Linked DNA regions of Ovis aries: region 2 is linked to region 1. A link is a contact called in public Hi-C data. All regions are on one chromosome and are shown on one strand. Each heading gives the region's core, a stretch centred on a gene start, on an enhancer-like site or on the middle of the called end of the contact. The rest is flanking DNA. Distances are from core to core; before and after follow the strand shown.

What was found. A called contact is a pair of places that touch in the nucleus more often than the background predicts.
Region 2: a Hi-C map of skin fibroblasts shows a contact between it and region 1, with 2.7 times the contacts expected there. The contact joins the promoter of SOX4 here to the enhancer-like site in region 1. A contact is called at or near these places in 2 of 16 Hi-C or Micro-C datasets (skin fibroblasts and tail adipose tissue).

Annotation. Positions count from the first base shown.
Region 1 is chr20:35,554,121-35,558,274 of ARS-UI_Ramb_v3.0, reverse strand. No RefSeq gene overlaps it. Among named protein-coding and RNA genes, the nearest start is that of SOX4, 230 kb to the left of the region's middle. Within about 2 kb of position 2,489, at least 8 of the 54 cell types and tissues checked have an H3K27ac peak or open chromatin away from gene starts, as enhancers often do.
Region 2 is chr20:35,784,207-35,788,360 of ARS-UI_Ramb_v3.0, reverse strand. It overlaps SOX4 (SRY-box transcription factor 4), which reads left to right and starts at 2,363. Exons shown (of 1, transcript XM_027959226.3): 1 at 2,363-4,154. The coding sequence starts at 3,146.

The DNA of each region.
Region 1 (4,154 bases), core at 1,240-3,739:
TAGGATTGTAAGTTGCTTAAAGTAGAACAGAGTTTGGCCATTATCTATTTTGCCTTTTTGAAGATGATTGGGCTGTTTAAGAAACATGGATCTGTTACCATCTCCACTTAGAACTTGGGTGTGGAGGTCTTGTTCTGTGAGCTGTATGGTCATATTTTTAATTGATGTGTGGTTAATGTACAGGATTACATGGGTTATAGGTATATTATATAGTGATTCACAACTTTTAAAGGTTATATTCCATTTGTAGTTATTACAAAATATAGGCTGTATTCCCTGTCTTGTACAATAGAATCTTGTATCTTATTTATTTATTTTTTACAGAATATAATCCCCTATCTTTATATTGCTCCTAACCCCTTTTCTCTCCCTGCTGGTAACCACCAGTTATCTATATCTGTCTGTCTTTTTGGTTAGTTGCTAGTTTGTTGTACTCTCTGAGATTTCACGTATAAGTGATATCATATAGCATTTGACTTTCTGTTTGACTTATTTCACCTAGCATGATACTCTTCAAGTCTACTGATGTGAATTTCATTCTTTTTGATGGCCGAGTAGTAGTCCGTTGTGTGTGTGTGTGTGTGTGTGTGTGTGTGTGTGTGTGTGTGTGTGTGTGTGTGGATAGACAAGCATATATGTATACATGCCTGCCACATCTTCTGTATACATTCATCCATCACTGAATCTTTCCAAATCTTGGCTGTTGTAAATAATGCTGCGGTAAACATTGGGGTGCATATGTCTTTTCAAATTAGTGTTTTTGTTTCTTTCGGAGATACACCCAGGAGTGGAAATGCTGGGCCATGTGGTAGTTTTATTTGGGGTTTGTTGAGAGTCTATGGCCATAGTTCTGCCATTACTTTGCCACCTCCTTGCTTGACTTGATTATCTTTAGGTCCCTCATGGATTTATCATTGTACCATCTAGGCATCCTGCCTTCTGATCGTTCCACTGGCTGCTTTTGTATTGGAACCACTGTCGGAGGTACAGGTCTCTGCAGCTGTGTGGACACCTTGGGTACCTTTGGGCAGAACCTGTTTGTCAGTTGGTGGTTTAGGCAAGTTGTAGGTAAAACACTGTGAAAGCCTCTGTCTAGATCCTTATCTTCTGCTCCAGCAGAATCAGACGAATGAAGCTGAATGTTGGGCAGCCTTTGTTTAAAAAAGGAGATACTGATGTTTAGAACAAGTCAAGCCACTAAAACAGAACAGGGCTCAAACGTGGGGGAAAGATGTCATAAAGCTCTCTGTGAAAAGCCCAGTGTGTGAAGTTAGGCCTAGTAAAATCTCACATCTTTCTGAGAGACTGAAGCAAACCATCCTGATATGTGAAAGTGTTCATTTTATAAATAGAATGAAATCTTTCTCCATACACTGGAGGTCTCAGGGTGGGTTAGCAAAGATAGAATAGATATGAAACATGATCTCCTCTTAAATGTTCCCATTTTTTGTGTGTGTTGGGTTTGTTTTATAACATCCAGTAAGTCTAAAGGCAGAGAAGAGGTCTGTTGTTAAGACAGCAGTGTTTCTTTGATATTGAATAGTTGAAGGGGATCTAAGTGATTGTGTGACTTATTTTTAGACACTATAAAGCCACTCTTGTGAGCAGGGAAGAGTGGGTGTGTTGGCAGCCAGCTTAGCCCGGAGTCTGTAGTTGCTTGAAGCTTGGGAAAGCTGGAAGAAGAAACTACTCCATGGAACTCATGTGAACCTGCTCCTCAAATAGTGCTGAAGCAGCCACGTCAGATGCGTGACCCTCCCAGCTCACTTTACCAGGAAAGTGATCCGGGTTAGAGGAATTATTCATGATGTTTTAACCCACAAATTCCTCCTTCCTCCTACTCCTTTAGCCCAACTTAAACTCTGGTAAGTGGAGAAACTGATATCTAAGCACAAGTAAGAAGATGAAGTCACTTATCTTGAGATTTCTTTAAACCTTTAATTATTGTAAACAAAAGGTCTAGTTTCTTTGGAGCTCATGATGATGTCTTACTTGTGAGGCTGACTCTTATCAGATTGAGTCATCCTTGGACTTGGAGATCTAGAATAACACCGTCTGCTATGAAGACATTATTATAATAGTTGGTCTTGATACACGAAGATTTGTATTAATGAGCTTATCTACACCGTGCTTCATTTAGTTCCTACAGGAAGTCTGTGCTACCCATGGCACTCAGAAGACAGGATTGCCATCCTCCTGTTCTCATGGGGCTCTGGGGCTCTTCTTGCCAGTAAGAGGCCGAGTTCTAGACTCACAAGGTATCCCCGTTCCTTAGTGATAGGGATGCAAAGGAGCATAAAGCTCTTGACACACAGTAGGTGTTCAGTAGAACCTTGGAAGGCAGCTGATAGTAGGGAACATCCTCATGGCAGAATTTGCTGCATTTTTATTAACAGCCTGACTTTATATTCTCTGGCTAGTGCTTACTCTGCTTTAGTAGACTACTCAGCCCTGGGATAGGCGGTTTGCAGGAGAGTCTGAGTCTTGATCCACGCTGTCCTTCCTCTGTGTCTCTGGTGTAAGGCTATTCATCATCCGAGGAGAGCTGTCCTCCTGATCTCTTTCCCCGGTTTTGGCAAAGACTCAACAGGCGAGCCTCATCCCTTGAAGGTCTTGTACAATTTAACTGGAATCAGGACACTGATTACATGCAAGCAATCCTCAGGCTGAGAGCTTTAAAAATGAGATTTTTCTTTGAAATTTAAAAGAAAGTAGAATACAAATGTGCTGGCTTTTCAACATAGATTGATTAGCTGGCAGGGAGGGAAGGCCGGCCTTTGAAATCTATAGGCATCGTGTTGCAGGCCTGACCCCGCTGACCCTGGGAGATTAGTAATGGTCTACGCAGCCTGCTCTGTCAGCACGTCTGGCAGGGCAGGCACAGATGGTGCCAGTTGGAGAAAATCACTGCTGAACGTTGCACCGCAGCCTCGCCTTGGCCGAGCAGCCTCTGGAGGAGGAGCCGAGACTGGGCTGGCTACAGATGTGTCTTGTCCGTGCCCAGTGCTTCGGAATAGACCTGTGAAGATGCCAGTCTGGGGTTAGGATGTGTTTGCTGATTGTGACTTTGGTTGTGCTTCCTTGCTGTAGCTTAGGCCATCCTGTGCCACTGAGCAGCTGCAATCTCAAACAGGGTCTGTGGCCTCGGGGTTGCTCTGAGAGGGAATTTGAAACGAGAACTGATCTCATTCCAAGGAGTCAGGCATAATGCAATACTTGTTTTCCTAGCGTCAATCGGCCTAAGGAAAACGTGAGTCGGCTGGGATGGAGGGAGGAGAAGTCTTGAGAGTTTGAGTAATCAACTTAACTCAGGGGTAAAGAGAATTAATTTCATTATGGAAAGCAGCACGCAGGAACTCTGTCCTTTCAGCTGCCACCAGTGTCTGGGTTGTCTGGTGGGACCCTGCACTTGATAATGCACACTTTTTGTGTGGGCTTGATCTTAGAAATGGTGACTCTGCTCCCCAAAGATAGCAAGGAAAAGACCCTTATTGACATGTAGTCCCAGGCTGAAATATTCTCCTCACAAAGCTGAACTGAGCTGAAACTAAGTCCACTCTTCCGAATTAGACACTGGACTCTTTAATAATTCTGCTTGGGGTTGCATTGATAGTCCAGTGTTGAAGTGTAGCCTCCCAAGGTACCAACATCCAAGCTGAATTTCAGCAAGTCGAGGACAGGCTGAAAAACACTGATGCTGAACAGAACGTGTGCAGGTGTCTACAAGGCAGAGGGTCACTCGGCCGTCAGTGGCCTTCCACCATTCCTAACTCTATTTTCTGTTCTTCCTGTCACAACTTTAACTCTCTATTCCAGTTAGGTCAGGCTTTGCAGCTTATTACAGTTTCACTGACCGATTGGATTCCTTTTGGGTTTGTTTGATGAAATACATTGTTGTTTCATACTTGAAGAATTTTCCTTGGAGATGGTACTGTTGGGAAATGTGAACTGCTTTTTGAAGCTCTCACGTTCACAGAGGCTTCTTAAAGGGGTTTTTTTTTCCTCCCAAAGACGTAAAGAAATGGATCCTGTGCAGAGCCAGCTAGTGCTTTTGAAATGGGGACATAGGGGCGTGGCCTCCAGGGGGCTCAGAATGAAAAGGGCGCTGGCTGAGCTCACCCTGTGGGTGCCCACTGCAATACGGCATCGCATGC
Region 2 (4,154 bases), core at 1,114-3,613, 230 kb before region 1:
CTTTTTTTATTCTGGTAAAACTATGGATTTTAAAAATAAATAATAGACCTCTTATAGTAATTTTTATGTCAGATTGAGAACATATAGGGCTATGTTATAATATGAATACCAGATAAAATGATGACACACCCAGCTTTGTTAGATGCAAAAGAGGTGCCTGTGGGATTTTTGTTTTCAAGATTTGTTTCCCCTTCTAAAAGAAAAAAATATATAACTTGGGTAGCTACTGGTCAAAAATTATTTGCTTCTACCCCACAAAAACATTCTTGTGTGTTGTTGATCCTTAGAGATCCAGTCAGATGTCGCCAAAGGGTGTTCTTTCCAGTAAAATTCTACATCTGACAACCTGGGCCTCTCCCCAGCCTACATACTCTAAAAGTTTGACAAGATAAGTAGAAATCTGCTGCCCAGCACTAGTTTGATCAGAACTGAAAGCTTAATTATGTTAGGTTAGCCCTACCTAACCACTTATCACTGGCTTATAGAAAAACAGTCTTATGGTTTTAAGGCCAATCTTTATTATAATTTTAATTTTCATACCTTAGAACAAGAGATGTCTGTGGCCAAATTAACATGTATTTTGACTACGTGGGAACTTTTTTTTGCCACATTCTTCACAATGCTCTTCATGAGGCTTCTTTTCAAATCATCAGGATGACTGGGTTGCCAGTGTGGTCCTTGGACGGTTCACATCCATGATCTGTGATGATTTTTTCACATCAGTGACCTCCCTCAATTTTAGTCTCTTGAACAACATGCTGCTTTTACTAGAGGGAATGTCTCTGGAATCTGAATTATCATGAAGGATAATACAGTATTCACTGAGGGCTTACTATACATCAAGCTCACTTAACTCCCACAAAACACTACATAGAGTAGTTCCTAGTGTTCCCATATCACTGATGAGGTAAACTGAGACTTGGTCACATCCCCAGGGTCACAAGACTAGTAAGAAGGACTAGCAGCCAGGTCTAATATAAATTCAGAAGGTCCATTCTTTTATGCTACTAGTTATCACTGCCTTCTACAGTGTCTCTTTGCTTTGGCCTTTTAATTCCATATGATTGAAGTGACGAACATATAGGAGAAAATAAAAAGGAAAGGAGGAGGAAGGTTTGGGGAAGAGAGGATGAAGTGTGAAGCTATCTTTAATTTTGAAAATGTGGAAAACTAATACTTAAAAAGTAAAACTGATTCCCATCCTTTACTCACCATTATCATCTTACACAAAACTATGGAAATTCTCCTCTTAACTCTGGAACACTGCCTATTGTGTTCCAGTGGAAAGCTCCTCTGTTTGGGCAACCCAGGATTTATGACTGTGTGTGCTGTGCTGTGTGCTCAGTCATGTCCAGCTCTTTGCAACCCTGTGCATTGTAACCCATGAGGCTCCTCGGTCCATGGGATTTTTCCAGGCAAGAATACTGGAGTGGATTGCCATTTTCTCCTCCAAGGGGATCTTCCTGGCCCAGGGATGGAACCCAGTCTCCCTTGCCTCCTACATTATCAGGCAAATTCTTTACCACACTGCACCACTAGGGAAGCCCATCCAGGATTCAAAGGGGAGTTTAAATCATTCAATAACTATAGTTAACCCGTTTGGTTAAGAGAGCAAGTAACTATTGCCCCCCCAAAATGCTCTTTTCTGCCTTTCACAAACAGCACCAAAATAGCTCTGAAGGGATTAGCATAATACATCAACATCTGTGCTGTACCTGGAATTGTTAAAATAATAGTGATGACAGGTGTCTAGGTACCACTTTCTTAATGGTTTTCAATGTCTATTGATTTATTTTCATAGCTTTCCCTCCCTCTTTTACATCCTTGGCTTTATGAAGGAGCCGAGGAACAGATTTTGCAATAAAGGCTGATTCTCTATTCCAATACTGAAAAGAACTAATAAAAATAATCACTTGGCTTTTAAGCAGAAAGCTTCCATTTACAGTATTTCACCCTTCCCCCCCTTCTAAGCCCCTTGTTATCTAACATAATGGTTAGAATACATTTCCGTCTCTCCCCTTAATAATTTCATGCATTAACATCCTCTTCACACACCACACACACACACACACACACACACACACACACACACACACACGCAAGCACGCACAGCAAAAGGAAAAAAGAGGCAGCAGAAATCTCAGCTGTACTTCTAGCCCTTTTAAAAAGTTTGCTCTGTAAATTGGAATGAGGTCAGATTTGGAGCTTCTCATTGCACGCGGAGATTATTATTGCATCGGGTTCCAAGCCAATGGGAAGCTCGGGGGAGGGGCTTGGCACGAGGAAGCGTTGGTTACAGCGGCTGATTGGCCGCGGCCAAGACTGGGAAAGGATAAAGAGGCGCGAGGCGGAATTGGGGTCCGCTCTAAGCTGCAGCAAGGGAAACCGTGTGTGAGAGGAAGAGGCCTGTTTCGCTCCGGGTCTCTAGTTCTTGCACGCTCTTTAAGAGTCTGCACTGGAGGAACTCTGCCATTACCAGCTCCCTTCTTGCAGGAGGGAGGGGGAAACATACATTTATTCATGCCAGTCTGTTGCATGAAGGCTTTCTGGCGTCCTACCTTGCAACAAAATAATTGCACAAACTCCTTAGTGCCGATTCCGCCCACAGAGAGTCCTGGAGCCAGAGCCTTTTCTGCTCTGCATTGTAAGAGAGGGACTAACTGATAGAGACTATGTCGCTTTCCTGAGCTTCTGAGAGCGCTCGCGAACTGGAATCAACTGCTTCAGGGGAAGGAAAAAAAAAAAAAGACTTGCCTGGGAGGCGGCGAGAAACTTGCATTGGAAGCTTCAGCAACCAGCATTCGAGAAACTCCTCTCCACTTTAGCACCGTCTCCAGGACGCAGAGCCGAAAGACAGCGCAAACTGCGGCGCGGTGAGAGAGAAGAGCGAGAGAGAGGGAGATTCTCCAGCCTGGGAACTATAACTCCTCTGCAGGAGGCGGAGTGCTCCCGCCTCGCATCTTTTTAGAGACTTTTCTCTCTTCGCCCACCTCCGCCCCGACCAGGAGTTGAGCCGCCCGCTCGACCGCCGCGCACGTACCCCCGCTCGGCGTGCGCTTGGTCCCGGGAGCCAGGAGGGCCCGGCGATCGCGCCGCGGCCGCCGCGAGGGTGTGAGCGCGCGTGGGCGCCCGCCGAGCCGGGGCCATGGTGCAGCAAACCAACAACGCCGAGAACACGGAAGCGCTGCTCGCCGGCGAGAGCTCGGACTCGGGCGCCGGCCTCGAGCTGGGCATCGCCTCCTCCCCCACGCCCGGCTCCACCGCCTCCACGGGCGGCAAGGCCGACGACCCGAGCTGGTGCAAGACGCCGAGTGGGCACATCAAGCGGCCCATGAACGCCTTTATGGTGTGGTCGCAGATCGAGCGGCGCAAGATCATGGAGCAGTCACCCGACATGCACAACGCCGAGATCTCCAAGCGGCTGGGCAAACGCTGGAAGCTGCTCAAAGACAGCGACAAGATCCCTTTCATTCGGGAGGCGGAGCGGCTGCGCCTCAAGCACATGGCTGACTACCCCGACTACAAATACCGGCCCAGGAAGAAGGTGAAGTCCGGCAACGCCAACTCGGGCTCCGCGGCCGCCGCCGCCTCCAAGCCCGGGGAGAAGGGCGACAAGGTCGGTGGCAGCGGCCACGGGGGCGGCGGCGGCGGGGGCAGCCACGCAGGGGGAGGAGGCGGCGGCGGCGCGAGCGGCGGCGGCGCCAACTCCAAACCCGCTCAGAAAAAGAGCTGCGGCTCCAAAGTAGCGGGCGGCGGGGTCGGCAAGCCCCATGCCAAGCTCATCCTGGCGGGCGGCGGCGGGAAGGCGGCGGCGGCGGCCGCCGCCGCCTCCTCCTCCTCGTCGTCGTCGTCGTCCTCGTTCGCCGCTGAGCAGGCGGGGGCCGCCGCCCTGTTGCCCCTGGGCGCCGCGGCCGCGGCCGCCGACCACCACTCGCTGTACAAGGCGCGGACTCCCAGCGCCTCGGCCTCGGCCTCCGCGGCGGCCTCGGCCTCGGCCGGCCTGGCGGCCCCGGGCAAACACCTGGCGGAGAAGAAGGTGAAGCGCGTCTACCTGTTCGGCGGCCTGGGCGCGTCGTCCTCGCCCGTCGGCGGCGTGGGCGCGGGCGCCGACCCCAGCGACCCCCTGGGCCTGTACGAGGAAGGGGGCGCCGGTT